2 separate regions of the Mus musculus genome follow, and region 1 is linked to region 2. The links are chromatin contacts, called in public HiChIP or PLAC-seq maps. All regions are on one chromosome and are shown on one strand. Each heading gives the region's core, a stretch centred on a gene start, on an enhancer-like site or on the middle of the called end of the contact. The rest is flanking DNA. Distances are from core to core; before and after follow the strand shown.

The links. HiChIP or PLAC-seq counts read pairs in DNA pulled down with a chosen protein or histone mark.
Region 1: a contact with region 2 is called in an H3K4me3 HiChIP or PLAC-seq map of bone marrow-derived macrophages, with 5 times the contacts expected there. The contact joins the enhancer-like site here to the promoter of Dennd10 in region 2. A contact is called at or near these places in 13 of 39 promoter capture datasets (the 3T3-L1 cell line, the C10 cell line, the HPC-7 cell line and 8 more), 5 of 15 datasets of contacts at CTCF or cohesin (the NIH/3T3 cell line, embryonic stem cells, large pre-B cells and 1 more), 19 of 484 Hi-C or Micro-C datasets (the AML12 cell line, B cells, the Ba/F3 cell line and 14 more), 29 of 115 datasets of contacts at active chromatin or transcription factors (the 230-238 cell line, the NIH/3T3 cell line, T-cell acute lymphoblastic leukemia and 18 more) and 5 of 9 other capture datasets (adipose tissue, bone marrow-derived macrophages, embryonic stem cells and 2 more).

The regions. Positions count from the first base shown.
Region 1 is chr19:61,090,539-61,094,431 of GRCm38.p6, forward strand. It overlaps Grk5 (G protein-coupled receptor kinase 5), which reads left to right. Exons shown (of 16, transcript NM_018869.3): 15 at 1-101; 16 at 1,356-2,018. The coding sequence ends at 1,454. It also overlaps a transcript of Zfp950 not described here. Among named protein-coding and RNA genes, the nearest start is that of Zfp950, 48 kb to the right of the region's middle. Within about 2 kb of position 1,278, at least 2 of the 459 cell types and tissues checked have an H3K27ac peak or open chromatin away from gene starts, as enhancers often do. A contact at or near this core is called in bone marrow-derived macrophages, where this site is marked.
Region 2 is chr19:60,809,373-60,813,016 of GRCm38.p6, forward strand. Dennd10 (DENN domain containing 10) reads left to right here and starts at 2,183. Exons shown (of 9, transcript NM_026437.4): 1 at 2,183-2,301. The coding sequence starts at 2,247.

The DNA.
Region 1 (3,893 bases), core at 28-2,527, 280 kb after region 2:
ATGTGTTCGGACCTAACGGTACCCTCTCACCAGACCTGAACAGAAGTCAGCCTCCAGAACCGCCAAAGAAAGGGCTGTTCCACAGACTCTTCAGGCGTCAGGTGAGAGAGCCAGCCTGGCCAGCCTGGCCTTAGCTCTGGGACTTCAGCCCACTTCCATACACCAGAACTTTAGAATGAATGTTCCCTGCCTGCATGACTTGGTAGCCTGGAAATGTTAATTTGTCCAGAGTCTCAACACCCCTGCAGACAGAAGGGACAGGGACCCACATCAACAGTCTTGATACAGGGAAGTTGGTTCTTGTCACAGGACTGTATTACATTGAAAGATGCTGAACAATATTACCAACTTCTGCCCACTAGACATAGAGGTAAACTCAACTCAGAACCTCTTCTCTAATAGCCACCATTAAATGTTCTTTGCAAAGCAAAACAACCTCAGTCTAGAAAACACTGTACTGTTGTTCATCCCTGGCCCTTGCTAGCAGCCTAAGGAGTTTTCCCTTTGGGAATAGACTTTTTCCCCAGAGCTTATCCCTAAAGGAAGGATTGATATAGACCAAATGGAAGAACAGCTCTGGGGAAGATAACCCAGAAGCTCCACTCCACAGTTACAAAAGCAGCTTTAGCCTGACCGTTTAAGATGCTGGAGCCCCATGATTCTCATCTTAGAGTTTGGGAGCCTCTCTGTACTTGTCTCCTACACAAGGGTGCACCTGTAGTCCCTTGACCTGAAATCTTAAGTCTCTCTCTAAGGTAACAGGGATGAAGGTGGTTATTTATAGAGATGCTGACTCACTACCTATGGGTATTCTTGTGAAGTATAAACACACACGTGGGCTTCCATTGCCCTACTTCAGTTAAGTAAACTGAGGCTGAAAGAAGTCAAAGAACTTAAGCCTAGGTCACTCTGGTGACCCCACAGGCTATCTGTTATCTGGGAAACGACAGAAGCATCTTTAGGTGCATGGAAAGTGCTGTCTGAGCTCTGCCCCCTGCCAAGTTTGTGTGTTTTCAATAAGAACTTCATGTAAGTTTCACATCCTACTCATGGTTTTATAATATAATGAAAGATTTAAACATTTCCATCAAATAAAACTACAAGTTCTAGAAAGAAATTACTCTTTCCCTTTGCTCATAGATCATGAATCTTCCCAGGTATCAGATAAAAAGAAAAAACCCTCTGCTCAAGGAGCAGCCAGTACAATCAGGTCTGCAGGGGAAAATGCACAAAAGCAAAGAGAGGCAGGTTGGAACATTCTGGATTCTACTTCCCCTACTTCCCTAGATACCATAATGAGTCATCCATTAGCTTTGAATTTACCAAGAACTGACTCTCTCCTTTCCTTTCCTCAGCATCAAAGCAATTCCAAGAGTTCACCTACTCCTAAGACCAGTTGTAACCACCGAATAAATTCAAACCACATCAATTCAAACTCCACTGGAAGCAGCTAGTTTCGGCTCTGGCCTTGAAGTCAAAAGTGGAACCAGCTCAGAGCCTTCTACTTGGAAGCAGAACTTGTAGCCAGGGGAGCTTCCACTGTGGCTCAGTGGCCAGCAAAGCTCCAGTGGGAACTAAGATAGGAGACCGTTCCCCCAATAACAAACCTCCAAGTTTCTCAAAGAAATTTCCACTCAGGTCTGTTTTCCAAGGTGGCCCCAAGCTGGGGTGGACTAGAATTTTCCTTGTTGAACATTGCAATAGAAACCCAATGGGATATGACAGCTTGCACGGATTTTAATAGCATCCTAACTAGAACTGAATTTTGTCTTTATTATTTTTAAAGGAAAGTTTTGTAAATTTCTCTATTGTCTCTGTTTACATTTTGTATATTTGTATTTAAGTGAAAGTCAGACTTTGAGGGTGTATATTTTCTGTGCAGCCACTGTTAAGCCATGTGTTTTAAGACATTTTAGATTGGAGGGGGGGTTACAAAAATGTGACTCTAGACTTCCAGAGCCTCAAAAGAGATAATGTTTTTATTAAATATAGAAAATATCTCACTTTTTACCTTTAAAGACCTGATTACATCTATCTACATCCATCTCTCTGCCTTTTTCCCCCTCAGTGTAGCTATCACTCTCCTGTTGACTTGTAACAAGCTGAATGAAATGCCAGAATGCACTTGGGCCATCTCCCAATTCAAACACATCATTGGTAAGAGTACTTCTATGAGCAGGACTTAGACATTGCAGTGTCATTGGCCTCCTCCTGTAGGGCATCCAGCATATAGGGCAAGGAATCCTAAATCATTGGGATAGAGATCGTGGCTGCTAAAACCAGTGGTTTAAAGAGGTTTCTGTTATATTTGGGGATTTCTGTTATATATTCTTTTTAGGAGTTTGTACTGATGATAATGATGCGTCATGAAAACCCAAGTGTTCTCAATCATGGAACTATGGAGAAGTGTGAATTGGGATCCATCCTGAGTGACTACCTCCAAGTTTGTTTAGGCCTTGGCTGGTCAGCAAACTGGTCACCAGATCATGAACCTTCATGTGACTCCACTTATTTGTTGGCTTCTGTGACATGAAGAAAGTCTCACCAGGAAAATGGGATGCCTAAGAACAAGCCTAGGCACCAGTGAAGTATAAAGGCATCTCATTGTCACTTCCCCAGGAGAGGTGGGCCAGAGGCTGGTTCTAATTGGGCATCTCAAAGTCACAGGCAAAAAATCACTCCTGTAACACTTAGATGGGCTTACCTTTCTAGCCCTGGGGAGTTGTCACCTAGCCCCTGAAGCCCCTGAGGTAACAAAGAATACATTTGATCTCTCTTTCCCACCAGGACAGGGTGAGCAGCTAGTCTTACTGCTCCCTGGGAAGCTGAAGCTCTGAGTATGACTCTGCCTCAAAACTTGTCTCAGCCACCAATTACTAGGGTTTTTTACAGAATGAGGCAGGTGCTACCTGAATCAACCCCTGTTACAATGCAGACTCCTAGGCTACACCCCAAGCCTACTATGTGGTGATCTTATTTTGTAGTTCAGGCTGGTTTTAAACACATATCTTCCTGCTTCAGCCTCTGGAATTCTAAGGTTACAGGTGCATACTACCATGGAAACTGTATCTATACTAAGTATCTCAAACTTGGTGCACTTCCCCTTGTCCACTTGCTCCATACTGTAGTGTGAGAACTATTCCCCGGGCCTGTGAGTATGGCCATACCAAATGTGTTTTTTTGAGAGACCTGACAACTTTGGGTCTTGAGTTTGCCAGGAAAAGAATCCCAAGCATATCAGTCTCATATCTTTGATTCCAAGCTCTCCCAAGGCTCATTGCTAGAAAAGAGCCTTTGGGAATGATCATTCTGAAATCAGTTAACCAAGAGAGCAGCCAGGCTCCATGGTGAAAAATTAACTTCAAGCCTGGCTCCCAGGCTATTTCTGAACTTTTCTTGGGCTGAGCATGAAGCAGATGCAAGTGACCGTATTCAGGTTCTACTGGGGAGCAGGACACTCAGTACTCCCAGATCATCAAGCCCTTGCTGACACTTCTTTCTTAAGGAAAAGAATTATCGTCTTCCTGGGATGGTCATCAGCCTCAGCCACACACAATCCCTGCCTCCTCCTTACAGGTTTGTTTCTTACTTCCCCATCCACGGCTGTTTAACTCTTAGGAACTCTTAGGAAGCAGTTTCTCCTTAGGCCTCAAAGTCAAAGCAATGTCCATTGTAGCAGAGAATCCCCAAGGGGGGGAAATGCAAGTCTGTCTACCAAGAGTTCCCATCATGAGGTCCTGAAAGGCCTGTACATGGAAATGTGCCTGAGTGCCTGTGGGAGGTAAGGAAAGTCATGTGATTCAGTCTTTCACTCATGGCTTCATAACAGAACAGTGTGTGAAAACTGGCTCTCCTCCCTAAGTCTTCCTCCTGCTTGTGTTTCTGTAGCTGCA
Region 2 (3,644 bases), core at 933-3,432:
CCCTTGAACCTCAGTATATCTGTTAGGTACAACATTGATGAAGGGGATATCTAGTCTCTGTAGGAGGTTATCTCTAGGCCATCAGTCTCATGCTACAAAGATCAGGGAGCAGGAAGATGCAATTGCTAGAGATTAATGGCTCATAAACATTCATAAGGAAAGGTTTTCCCTCCCTCTTAAGCCTATCTCATAAGGATAACAACTTTGCCAAATTCCCATGTGCCACCTGGTCCTGGAGTCTTTGACAGAACTTTCTCATTTCAAAATACACATTCCCTCAGGACTTAATTCATTTGGTGCTTTCTTCAATCCCTAAAATCCTGTGTGTGGAATGATGGACCTTGAAATTCAGCTCTGACCTGTTGCTCAAAGACAGCTTGGTATATTCCCTAAAAGTAGCATGCTGGAAGCATAGTGCTGTGGTACAGGTCTGAAATTCCTGCTATTTAGGAGTTTCAGATGGAAGGATTTTGAGTTCAAGGCTAGCTAGGGCCAATTAGACAGAGCTATTTTAGCAACAACAAAAATATAAATTAATGGTTTGCACTTTTCTATTTCTGTAGACACTGTTAATCTTCTTTCCAAAAGGCTTCATTCATTATATTTTTTTACACAATTAAACTCAGTTTCCAGAAAATCATTATGAACTGCCACAAAATCAGAATGCAATTGCAGTGATGCTGTTATCTTTCACATTAAATCCTAGTGTAAATGTATCTTTTATTCGCCTGTAGTAACTATCGGTGGTTTGCTGCCTCTGTCTGTTAATCTGGGCCTAGTCCTGGAAGCTTCTAGCCTCTGTACAATCTTATCTCTGCCTAGAATGTTTTCAGCCTCTGAGGCTTACTGCTGAATAAGCTCACCTTTTCTAGTTCTTTCTGAATTCTGGCTAGCTAGTTCAAACTCCTCTACAAGCTGACAGATTCTGGCTTCTCCTGAATTGCTCTGTTTGGCCTAATACTAACTTTGGCAGTATGTTCTAATCTTCTGGCTCCTTCTCATTTTTTGGCTCAGTCTGTTTTCACCTGTGTCTAGCTTGTTCTCTCTCTGCAACACATCTCTGTACAACTGTCCCAGTAAAAATTCTCCCTTCCTTTCTCTCTCCACTGCCCCTAAAGTAGCTTCCTTTTCCTCTCTCTTCTTGTGAGAGTTGGGAATATCCTGTTCTGTCAAATCTTTGATTTCACTTTGTCTACCACTCAACTAGACATCACTTTTAAACATGGGAGCTTCCTTCTACAAACTAACCTTCCTTGTTTGGGTTTAAAGTGTTTACTAAGGGTGTTTCTGAATTCCAGCCAGAGAGATTAAATGTGTGTGTTAAGGGCTGAGCTACACCACAAATAGAAACAGGTTTTGGTTGTTGTTGTTGTTGTTGTTGTTTTTTCTAGTAAATAATACAATCTTGGAGATCACAGTGTGATCAAATGTCCTGCAACATCCTAGAGCATCCTTATTATAAATGAATTCTGTATTTTAACTGTTACATGCTTGACCTCCACACCCTCTAAACTAATGTATTGAAATCCTGACTTTCAAGGTCATGACTTTAGGAAGTTGAGTCTGGGAAAGAATGCTGACCCTGACTTGACCCCTAGCCTAAGAACAGGGCCAAGGAATGGATTCCCACCAATCCCCGAGCTAGTCCTAAACTCAAGATTTGAAATCCTACCAATATCCACCCTGGAAAGCCCAGTCTCCCAAAAAACCCTGTATAAACCCTGTCTTTTGCTCAGTTTCCTGCTGTATAGAGGCTGCTGCCCCTCCTGGATTCACCTCCTCCCCCTAATTAAATCTCTTGCGTGAGGTTTGTTGTGTGATGTGACTTTGTGCTTTTTGGCTCCCAGGATTGGAGGCTCCAAAGGATTGCCAGGATACCTCTCAGAGCAGATCAAGCTGGGGACATCATCGCCTGCCAGAGCGGTGCTGTTACACTTGGATTGGGGAAACTAACATTTCTATAGGGGACCCTTTCCCTCCAGAGCAGCAACACATATTAGGTCTCCAATTATTTGTCTTTGTAATCAGTGAACGGACACTTCACTGGAGATCTTTAAGGTACTAGACAAACGAACAAGGACCTAAGCGTAGAAAGGCTGCAAGAAGGAAGTTTGGCCAGGAGAGGGAAGCCTGGGGCGGCACCTGTAGTGCCTGCTGCACCCTGCCGGAAGGGACGGGACTTGTTATGGGCGTGGCCAAGAGGAGGGGTGGGACCTGCAGTGCGGAGCCCAGGGTAGCGGCGGAAGATGGCTGCGGTTGTGGCAATGGACACCCAGCTGATGCTCGGAGTCGGGCTGATCGGTGAGGACGCAGGCTCTCTGTCTGCCAGGCCATGCCGCAGCTCCGCCTGGGTTCTGGGATCCCCCGGGCTGCTTCGCCAGGGAGAGGCTAGACTTGGGCCGAGGACTTCGGCCTCCTCCCGCCGGGGCTGACGTGGGGCCTGCGGGCGGGCGGGCGGGCGGGCGGGCGGGGCTCGATACTCCCGTTGACCGCCTGCTTTGGGACTATGGGTTGGAGAGCTAGGGCCCGGCTGCGTTTGTTTGCGGCTCCCCGGGAGTATGGGTGACACCCAGGGAGCCCCGAGTGCCATTGGCAGGACATGCCAGGAACTGGCAGAACCGATGTTGAAACCCGTGCAGGGTCATCCCGAGCCCCTACTCCCACGGTAGAGAACTTCGTGTCAGTTGATCCTGATGGCTCTGGAGTTCCTTCTTGGTCACATATGGGACCCCAGCTACTTAATAGGAATTCATATGGAGGAAATTCATAGGTATCTTTTATAGTCCCAACTGTGCGTGACCGTTGGCAGCCCAAGCAGGTGGTAGGTGATAGCAACGCGCGGCACGAATGAATGAACCTTTATGAATTCCTTTGAATAGTCTCTCTCCTGAGGTTCTAATTAATACAAGTAGGACACTACTGTTCCTGGCAGAGTGCAATCGTGTTGCATAGGCTTACCAAAGATCTGCTGTTATTATTTTTCAGGAGCTCAAAGAAGTGTCTTTATCTTGTACTCGCTTTTTCTTTTTGTGTAAAATTTAAATTTTTTTGGTGTGAATGTTTGCCTGACTGTATGTTTGTGCACCTTGTTTCCCAGTGGAGGTCAGAAGAGATCATCAGATCCTCTGGACCTGGAGCTCATATAGGTGCCGGAAATAGAACCCAATCCTCTTAAAGAACAGCTAGTGCTCTTAACCGCAGAGCTATCTCTAGTCCTCTTGTATTCATTTCTTCTTCTTTTTTCTTTTTTTCTTTTTCTTTTTTTTTTTCTTTTTTTGGTTTTTCGAGACAGGGTTTCTCTGTATAGCCCTGGCTGTCCTGGAACTCACTTTGTAGACCAGGCTGGCCTCGAACTCAGAAATCCTCCTGCCTCTGCCTCCCAAGTTGCTGGGATTAAAGGCGTGCGCCACCACCGCCCGGCATCTAATGTGATTTTTAAATTGCTTGAAAACAAAACCTATGTACCTCAGGCATCTTGGACCTGTCAGCACTTCAGAATTAAGACTGAATTAAACTGTGAAGATAAAAATGACTTACAAATGGCCAGGGGTTGATGCACACCTTTAATTTTAGCGCCCAGGAGCCAGAGGCAGGCAGGTTCAAAGTCAGGTCTACAGAGTTCCACGACAGCCAGGGCTGCACAG